Regions from separate parts of the Mus musculus genome. Here region 1 is linked to region 2. The links are chromatin contacts, called in public Hi-C maps. All regions are on one chromosome and are shown on one strand. Each heading gives the region's core, a stretch centred on a gene start, on an enhancer-like site or on the middle of the called end of the contact. The rest is flanking DNA. Distances are from core to core; before and after follow the strand shown.

What was found. A called contact is a pair of places that touch in the nucleus more often than the background predicts.
Region 1: a contact with region 2 is called in a Hi-C map of liver, with 2.5 times the contacts expected there. The contact joins two enhancer-like sites. A contact is called at or near these places in 3 of 484 Hi-C or Micro-C datasets (the MC3T3-E1 cell line, liver and nephron progenitors), 3 of 115 datasets of contacts at active chromatin or transcription factors (embryonic stem cells, hepatocytes and kidney) and 1 of 9 other capture datasets (embryonic stem cells).

The regions. Positions count from the first base shown.
Region 1 is chr8:86,597,154-86,602,200 of GRCm38.p6, reverse strand. No RefSeq gene overlaps it. Among named protein-coding and RNA genes, the nearest start is that of Lonp2, 24 kb to the left of the region's middle. Within about 2 kb of position 3,165, at least 9 of the 459 cell types and tissues checked have an H3K27ac peak or open chromatin away from gene starts, as enhancers often do. A contact at or near this core is called in hepatocytes and liver, where this site is marked.
Region 2 is chr8:85,475,402-85,480,701 of GRCm38.p6, reverse strand. No RefSeq gene overlaps it. Among named protein-coding and RNA genes, the nearest start is that of Gpt2, 15 kb to the left of the region's middle. Within about 2 kb of position 2,126, at least 19 of the 459 cell types and tissues checked have an H3K27ac peak or open chromatin away from gene starts, as enhancers often do. A contact at or near this core is called in hepatocytes and liver, where this site is marked.

The sequences.
Region 1 (5,047 bases), core at 1,916-4,415, 1.1 Mb before region 2:
CAAGGAAGGAGAATGACAATGATATTTGGGACTTATCTGGGGTCACACAGCTGGGAGCCAGACCCTGAGTTGAGACATGAATTCAGGACTCTGACTTTGCTCATCTCTCTCAGTCTTTCAAGGTGGATTGGGTGGTTCTGCCTAGTGATCTACAGCCTGGGGTAGGGTAAGCATCCTTTTCAGTAGCTGCCTTCCTCCTTTCTGAGGTACCCTGCATCCCTTCATCTCCCTCTCAGGTTGCATGTCCATTGTATTGTTACTTCCCATGGTGGGATCATTAGTTATTACCTTCAGCTTCCAGTGCCCAAGCCACTAGCTGGTACAGATGGTGAGGTAGGCTGCATCTCTGGGTTTTTTTGAGGAGAGATTTCTTATTCTTTGAGCTCCATAGGGCAGTGCCAGATCAGAGAGATGTTGGGACTGAGGCATGCCTGGCTTGCCTCCTAGCCCTGGCCTCCAGCTTTGCAGAACAGACCATCATCCCACAGTCCTCTTGAAATGACCAGGGGGTTTCTGTCCACAGAAATCTGGGAACCTGTGCATATCCCTTCAGGGAAATTTCCCTCTAGCTTGGGTTTAGCCTCTTCATCAAAACTTCATTTAAAATGTTTTATCTGGTAAAGGGATAGAGCCTTGGTGTGCTGTGCTGTGTTGGGCAGTTTTATGTTCCTGGTCACATTACAGAGTGTCTAGACAGGCTAAGGACCCTGGCTCAGGACCCATGAGCCATGTTTCCCACTTAGTTAACTTTGGGGTTGAAAATTAAATGGACAAGACAATGTGTTTTTGTGTGTAGTTTTAATTGCTACCACCTGTAGTGGAGGCCATAGGCTCTAGCTTCCGCTGAGACCTCACATGGCTGTTCTGTTCTTCCTCCAAAGCATGGCAGAAAGTCCCACTCTCTTTCCTTGTGTCTGCCCTTTCCTCCTGGGACTTGGAAGTCCCTCCTGTGCCTTCTGCCCACAACTGTCCCCAGCTTTCATTACTGACAAATCAAGAACCAATTGGGGAACAGGACTTTTACATCAGAGCTACTCCCTTCAACAGTGGAAGTTAAGTATTTAGACCGTTCAAGGACTTAGTATTGCCAGTTAGAGGCTTCCATTCCCACTGGAAGGGACAGAGGAGATGGATGGTCATCAGTGATCAGAGGTCAGAGTGAGCTGAAGCAACACATGGATAAATGGACACCAATTGACAAAACTACATTTCACACATTTAGGTTGCCGTGTGGGAGTAAGAGCTTCTCTATGACCCTCCACCCTTCAGACTCTCTGTGAGCTCCTCTCCTTGGCAGGCTCTAATCTGGAGCCACACTAGCAAGGGCCACAGGGACTTGAATTTCTGTACTGCTTGCATCCCAGTTAAAAGTAAGCTATTGAGGCCTCAGAGATGCACAGTGGGGGCCCGGCCCATGGCAGGGCAGTGGGGAGAGTATGCAAGAGAAGATAGCCCACACACTGATTAGGGGGCTCAGCACGTGTCTGCGTCCTCTACCAAACCCTCTATCTTGTATTACCTTAGAGAGAAAGGTGCTCCTTCAACACATTTCTCTACATGCATGTGGTCTGATCCTCTGTTCTTTTCTTTTAAAAAACATCAATGACAACTAACAGACCAGGATGACAGCAAAACCAGGTAGCATATCAGGCAATCCTTGGCTGCCCTTTGCCCAGCTGGTACCGAGCTACAGTCCCACATTGATAATTTGCACAAGCCTGCTTCCCAGGATCCTTTACCAAGAAACCTTTGCCAAGAACCTTTGCCACGAAAACAGTGTCTATCTCCTTTCACAAGTTTGAGAATGTGATATAGGCCTGGATGTTGAGCCCAGGTCGTCTCCCAACCTCCCACAAGTTCTATTTTTTAATCAATATATTTTATTTAGGGAGAAGGTTTTGTTTTTATAAATAAACTGATTGAAAGTAATAATTCCTGTACACCCTTCCTTACCTTGATCATTTACTTTCTTTTATTTTTAACGTATGGACATTTGTAAAAATCAATGAACTAATATCACTACGGTCTAGTGTTACAGTCCAGGGTTCACATATAGATTTTGGCTAATGTATGTACCCACCATTGCAGCACTATAGAGAATCAATCCACTGTTCTTAAAAATTCTGGGGTTGACCTTTTCCTCTTCCTCCTTACTCTCAGGTCCTTGTCAATCAATGACAGTTTTTCTGTCCCCGTAGTTTAGCCTTTTCCAGAACACTGCAGTTGCTGATAGTCCATTAGGCTACTAAGCAAGTCAGACGAGAACAGCTTTTCTTCTGCTGCTGGCAGTGCGAGTCTAAGTGTTCAGTGTTCCTCAACATGGTCTCTTGGCTGAGCACTGTCATGTATAGTTGCTTATAATTGCCCTAAGTGTCATTTGAATGTGTGTGGGCACCTGCATTTGACAACTGAGAAGGCCGAAGTTTCAGGTGTATTGTGTCAGAATTCATATGCTTGATATGGTTATAGCATCAAGCTGTCCAGGGCAGCACACCTTCTCTCAGAACTATCGTCATCAAATATTACCAGTGGCAGATTTGATGATGATCATTAGGCTCACAGTGATGACCGAACAATGCAGAACGGGGCTTGGGCTATGGTGGGCTTGGTATAGTCAAGAGAGGATGGTGCTGATGTACTATGGTATATGTTTACTATTGGTTGCGACACAAAGCTCACAGGAACAGGAAAGACACTAGCCCAAGCCCCATTCTGGGAATCCCTGAGGGTTTGGCTTGTTTGCCTTTTAATTTCTTCTAGTGATTGTGAAATTTCCGATTGTTGTAACTCAAGTATGTTACAAAAGATCCTAGAAACAAAACTATGATTCTAATTGAACTAAATTCATTTGGAGGCATCAGAAGGCAAGGTAGCTTTTAATCTGTCCCCGACCTCCATGTATTTCCCCACTTAAAGGAGAGCTCTGCTTGGTCAACAGGACCTGGATACTCTCCAGGAGAGCTACTTGAAGACATTCCTGAATAGCAACATGTCTGCATTTCTGTATTAAGTCAAACCCTCCTCTCTCTGTTCTTTTTAATATTGACCTTAATAGATGCTGCTAACTTCCCTCTGTTCCTATTTTCTGCGGGCCAGACTTTTACCACTGTGACAGAGCATTTGACCCTAACAACTTTAGGGAAGAGTTATTTGTTTTGGGTCACAGTTCATAGGTTTCAGACTGCTGTAGCAGGAATTACACAGTGGAGCAGAGCAGCCCACATCACAGCAGCCGGGAAGCAGAGAAAGTGAGAATAAAGGAAGGGTGGAGGTGAGATAAAGCCTTTGGGACTCATTCTCAGTCACGCACTTTCTTACCCGCCTCTCAATGATCTACTCAAATTTTGACTCCATCAAGGCAGTAATCTACCCATTAGATCAGAGAACACAAGATCCAGTCACTCCCACGAGCCCATCACCTGGCAGCCAGGGTTTCCACATGAACCTGGGAAGGGTATTTTTATCTATTCAAGCTGTAGCACTTGAGTAAAACTTGCAGAAGTGAGGGTGGCTTGTCAGCTGGTGCCATGGTCTTTAAGAAAATCCCTCTGTGAAGACAAGGGGTGTTCTAGGGGTTGGGGAGACTAGAGAGGCCAATCTAGGTCATAGTAGTGACATTTCCTATTTGAGTGACCTTGAGCAAATGACCAAGCCACTCCCCATCCTCTAACTTTAGTGGAACAAGGACACCAATTTAGATGCTTAGACAGGAACCCTTCTAAGGTGAAGCATTCACTGACTTCCAGTAATCTCCTGACTGTTGGCTATTAGAGGTCACATTAATGTGTGCCTCAAGACGGGGCAGTCACAGGTAAATTCAGCTCAGACCCAGGATCTGTGGCATTGCTGTGGCATTGAAACTGCTGGTCTTAGGCAGCCCTGCATGACTTGTCTTATCTGTAGGACACACTGAGAGCTGATTCTGACAGAATGTTTGCCTGAGTGGGGGTAGTGTTCTGAGCCCTTTCCATGAGTATCACATGTGGCATGCTCATCATAATCCTGACCTTGTAAGACTGTACAGGTCCTAGAGGTTTAGTGTGTTTTCAGAGCTGTACAATCCTCCCAACTCTAGGAAATACTATCCCTCATTTTATCAGGGAGGACTTGGAGACTTTGAGGGAACAAGGAATTAGCCAAAGATGAGGTAGCATGGTTCCTATTGTAGGTAAGAGGCTGGAAAAAGACTTCGGGGACTCTACATGGTTTTACCTGTTATTCTACAGCCTTTGGACTTTATCTTACACCTCTTCAGAGCCAGGAGGAGAAGTCTTTGTCCAGCGCCGGGCCAGGTCTGATGCTAAACTCATAGTCCAACTGGGCTCTGTCCTGGCAGGTTTCCGCAATTCTTCCATGAGCTGCTCGGGTACAGTTCAGCAGATCAACCTTGTGTTGCTTAGTGGGAGACATGGCTGAGCTGAGTGAGTGCCTGCTGACTGACGCTGAGGAGATTCTATCCATATTCATTTCCTCGGCTCCCCTTTCATTTCAGATCATGTTCTTAGTCTTAAGATTTCTTTTCACTGTCCAAATACAGTACATTTAGAGAAGAATATTGTGTTTTAAAGTTAAACCAGCTAATGACACTGCATTGGGTTGTCTACTGAGAAAAATTCTGTGACTTGGACTAAATATTTTCAAATATGGATTTAAAAACAACAACAAAACACCTAAGCCTCCACGTATTCGACATTGCTTCTCCCCGCATGGAAAACTGTCTGTCCTGATACTGTCTGTCTTGCTATCAAGAGAAAACCCATTGAGCTTTTCTATTGTGACCTTTTCATGTACAGTAAAGGGAAGATGATTTAAATGAGCGGTGTAATACAAATGACACCCAACAGACATTTTAAAAATTAGTAAGACATTTGTTTTAAGTTGCATTTTGACCTTTTTTGGGGGGGAGTGGTAAGAGCCTATGTTATATGTTTAACCATTATTAACTAATGTTGAAGACTGCAGTGTAGTTTGCCATTAACCTATATCTTCAATACTTAGTGATTTGAAACAGTCTCATGATGTATCACAGACATCTACCTCAGGATCT
Region 2 (5,300 bases), core at 877-3,376:
ACCTATTCCTGAGGGTGGATTCCTCTGGATTTCAAATTACATCTAAGAAAAAATTTTCTTTCTCCCAAATGCATGTGCACTTAATCTTATTCTCTACCTGTAGTGTGTGTGTGTGTGTGTGTGTGTGTGTGTGTGTGTGTGTGTGTTTCAGCATCTTGTCAAGTCCAAGCGTATATACACATCAATAGGCAATTGGGAACTGCTTGGTATGGGTACTGGGAACCAAACTTGGGCCCTCTGCAAGAACAGATCTTACATGTTACTGAATCACCTCACCATTGACTTGATTTTTTTAATTATTTATTTTATGTATGTTAGTGCCCTGACACTGTCTTCAGACATACCAAAAGAAGGTATCAGATACTGTTACAGATGAGTTTGAGTCACCATGGGGTTGATGGGAATTAAACTCTGGACCTTTGGAAGAGCAGACAGTGCTTTTAGAGTCTCTACTAGAAGTAAATTTGAATGTTATTGAATAGGTAACATTCTCACTGAATTCTTACTGAATTCCAAGCTCATCGGCTTCAAGGATTTTCTAGGACACTGGAACATTGGTAGAGGCTTACCTATGTCAAAAATCAATCTTTAAAGGCACTTATAATAAAACAAAACTGAAAGAGAGCATACACCAGACTAACGCAGGGACAGGGTTTGAGAATACAGGCTATGGGAATGCCAAGGTTCCAGGAGGCATAGTTTCCTTGAAACTCTTTGCCTCGTGAGTGCTTCCAGGCCTCTAGGCCTATCAAGTCAAGCAGACTTCACTGCAGTGGGTGTAGCATTCCTGTGTTCAATAGACTCTGGTCTCTGACCATTGCCCTGCTGAGGCAGCATTTTGGGAAATTTTAACATTAACAGGAGATTAACTATGATGATAAAATGAATGGTTTTGAAGAATTATCTATGCCCTTCCTGTCCTTTGTCTGGATAAAAGTGTAATGCACAAGTATGGGTCTATATCCAGAGCCCTGTCCCTGGCACACACAAAATAAAAGGTATATATTGGCCATCACTCCAGGTCATTAAAAAAAAATAGTGGCTACATTTAGCAGGATGGGGGTGGCGACAGTGGCAATACAACCCTAGTTTACAGCAATGGGGACCTAGGGGCAGGTAGATCTCTTTGGGTTCAATGCCAGCTTGGCCTACAAAGTTAATTTCAGGCCAGCTAGGACTACACAGTACTATCCTTTTTTTTTTTAAAGATTCATTTATTTATTATATGTAAGTACACTGTAGCTGTCTTCAGATGCACCAGAAGAGGCTGTCAGATCTCATTACGGATGGTTGTGAGCCACCATGTGGTTGCTGGGATTTGAACTCAGGACCTTTTGAAGAGCAGTAAGTGATCTTAACAGCTGAGCCATCTCTCCAGCCCCCAGTACTATCCATCTTAAGGAACCAAAAAATAAAATAAAATAACAACAATAATAATAAAAATAAATCAAGTCAAAAGAAGGACTTGTCTTGGGCAACCCCAGGAGCCCTGTACTCTTGGAACTGAGTGCTGCAGGCCTGGACCAGAACCCATGTTCTTCTCCACTCTGTTCACTCTGATTTTTATCTCTGTGGAGAACACTACCCCACAGCAGCAAAGGGGTAAAGTGGGTGCTTCTCATAGGCTGAAAAGCCAGATAAAAGAAAACGGGGCTGCTTCTGGGAAGCCTGAATAGTATCTCCTTCCTAACCTGCTGGCCTTCAGTGGGTCAGAGTTGCAGCCGGAGACAATTGCAGGGGTCAGGGGGAAGCTGCGATTAGCCATGTAGTGTGCGGCTCCTTCGGAAACTCTTGAATGAAGAGGTAGGCAGGATAACCAGGCACACTTATCAGAGTGGGCTATGACAGGGATCAGGGCTTTTTTTTTCTTCAGAGGCAGCATATCACGTGGTTGAGAGTGTGGACTGTATTGAAGACCATTTGGTTCTAATACTGTCTTTCCCAATGAAGAATGGGTGACCTTGATAAATTATCAAACTTCTCTGTGCAAATGAAAGCTATCAGCCTCCCCTTCGCAAGGTCCTTGTGACACAAAACTGATTTAATGCACTTAGAACATTGACTGGCCTGGGACAAGGTCTAGATCAGTCCTTGACATTGCAGTGACCCTCAGATTTGGTAACAGTGCCTGATAGATAGGGTAATCATTACACAGCAAGTCCTCAGTAAGTATGCGAATGCCTGGATAAAGACCAGTATGTGCTGCTTAAACAAAGACCAACTGTCCCCAGGGAGGCAGGACTGTGGGAATCCAAGCATATTTCTGAAGAGTCTAAGAAAGACTGACTGAAAATGGCCTTTTCATTATCTCCTCACTCAACAACAATCAACAATCAACAGCTTCCAAGACCTCCCACTTGTAGGATGGAGTTGGGTTTGTTTTGAAGTTGGTCTAGAGTTTCAAGGATAGCTGATGAATGAGCCTCCAACATGGCGTTTGATTCACAAACACGGCTCTAGAGCTCAGGACTGGAGTCATGGTTTTGTTCCCAGCCTGTGTCATATGATACAACGAACTGATTAATAAGCCGTTTGTTGTCCACCACTCTCCTTGGCTGCTCTGCACAGCTGGTTCACAAGTACAGCTCACAACTGGATGGAAATCATGGACTCCAGTTGAACATTTGCTCTAATGAAGTGTAAATTTTCTTTCTGAATAGGCCATTTTAAATCCCAGGTTTCAAACATGGAAATTAGGCCCAAGACACAAAAGATGACTGTGTCCCTAGTCTCCATTTCAATATTCAAATGCTGAATTCTCTGTGTCCTGGCTTGGCACTTATTTCCCTCAACCCTCTTCCTCCCTCCCCCTCCCCCTTTTTTATTAGCATGTGTTGCTTTGTTATATAAAGGTAACACAAATCTTTTTTGAAGAAATTCCTATTGCCTTCTTTTCGTGTGTGTGTGTGTGTGTGTGTGTGTGTGTGTGTGTGTAAGCAAGAAGTCAACCTTGGATGTTTTCTCTTAGGACTTGACTATCTTGTTTTATTATAAGATAGTATCTCACAGGGATCTAGGACTTGATAATGAGCCAAGGCTAGCTGGCCAACAAGCCCCAGAGATCATCCTGTTTTCATTTTCCTAGAGTTGAGATTCCTAAGTGCATGCTCCCACACCTAGATTTTTTTTCTCAATCAATACATTTATTGGATGTGTTTGGATCATTTGCCTGCATCTATGTCTGTACACTATGTGCCTGTCTGGTGTCACTGGAGGCCAGAAGAGGGTATTGGATCCCCTGGAATTGGAGTTACTGATGGTTGTGAACTGCCCTGTGGGTGCTGGGAATTGAATCTTAGGTCATCAGGATTAGCAACCTGTGTTCTTCATCACTGTGACATTTCTCCAGTCCCCTGGATGCTAGAGGTCAAACTCCACGTCCTCACGTTTGCATGGCAAAATATTTTCCTAACTGAGTCATCTCTCTCTCTCTCTCTCTCTAGTCCTCTTCCTTTAGGACTTGGATTCCTAATACGTGGTCTCCCTGGCTAGAGTTGGCCTTTGTTTTAAGCAACACAAGCACTCACATATTTACTGAGGACTTACTGTATAATGATTACCCTATCAGGCACCGTTAACAAAAATTTGAAGGTCATACCATGTGTCAGAAGCCAAGTTTGGCCACCTGTTCTCAACAAGCCAATGAAATTAGCCTAACTGATCATGAAAAGCAGACAAAGAAGATTCATTCTATGTGGCCACATTTGAAAGAGGAACAAGGATATCCAGCAAACCCCTCAAGTCTGAGATAAGTAAGGTTTGAGGTCCTGACATGATTTTAAAAGTTTAAATAAGGAGTTTAAATAAGCAGTCCTGGAGACAGTGTGGTCCTTCCCATTGACCCATGGCTGGCTGGGCTCCAGTCTCTTCCTGTCAGGGAGACTGACAGGTTGTTAGAACTACGTGAAACCTCTTTCATGGAGTTTTCCCTGCTTGCTGTCACATTTCTCTTCTCCCTAGTTAGATCCTACGGAAGTTCTTCTCATTTCTTTAAGGTCTGTTGTTTCAATAGCCTGAGAGTCAAATTGAGAGACACAAATGTCTCTAGGATATCTTCATTTCTGCAAACAAACTTGTTATGACACTGATAAAATCAAGCCTTCTCCTTGTTCCTTTTAGAAAGCTCTTTTTTGATTCATCTCTCTCTTTAAAGGCACTGGCTTATCTGTGTGTCCTAGTTTCTGTATAGTTACTTCCTGTTCCAAAGAGTCGATATCCTGAGACCAAGGCCATCTAGTCCACCCCATACTAACATGTCAAGTTTTGTAACATTTCCTTGGAAGCAACATGCTTTGAAGGACATTTTTTTAAAAGAGTTTTTATTTATTTATGTATTTACTTACTTACTTATTGTTTTTCAAGACAGGGTTTCTCTGTGTAGCCCTGGCTGTCCTGGAACTCACAGACCAGGCTGGCCTCGAACTCAAAATCGGCCTGCCTCTGCCTCCCAAGTGCTGGGATTAAAGGCATGCGCCACCACTGCCTGACTACATTTATTTAATTTTATTTGATGGTGGTGGTGGTGGTGTGGGGTGTGTGTGTATGTGTGTGTGTGTGTGTGTGTGTGCCATTGTATACATGTTGGGGTCAGAGGACAACCTGAGGGACTTCTTGTCTCCTTCCACCATAGGGTACTGAAAATTGAAATCAGATCACCATGCTCAAAAGTAAGTACTGTTTCCTGTTGAGTCATCTGGTCCACCCTTTTCCTCCCCATCTTGGGTCTTGATTTTCTACAGTTAGGCAGCACCTCATCTACTGAGAAGTTTTCTTGGATCTCTCTGATTCTGACATTTCTTCTTCAGGCTCTTTGATTGTACTATTCTTGGAGAAAGTATTGCAATTGGACTGTGGCCATTGATTTACATGTCTGTCTCCCTCACTAGAATTGAAGTTCAGGAAAGAATACAGCCTAGTTGGACTTGTTATATTATTATTTATCTTTGTCCCTGTTGCGAAAATACATAATAAAAACAATTTAAGAAGATGGTTTATTTTGGCTCAGTTTGAGAGTATAATCCATCATGGTAGGTAGGGGAATCATGGTGGCAGAAGAGTAAGGCAGCTGATCACATTCATCCACAGTGGGGAATGGGGGAGTAAGTGAGGAGAGAGAGAGAGAGAGAGAGAGAGAGAGAGAGAGAGAGAGAGAGCCCATTCTCTCTTTAAGGGCTAGGGTTTTTTGTTTGTTTTTAAGTCTTTGAAGGGTCTTCAGGGTTGGTCAGTTTGAAGAAAGACAGATTGGCTGATTGGCCAACAACTATTATGTAAACATGCCCCCATAAGGCCTTGAACTAGCT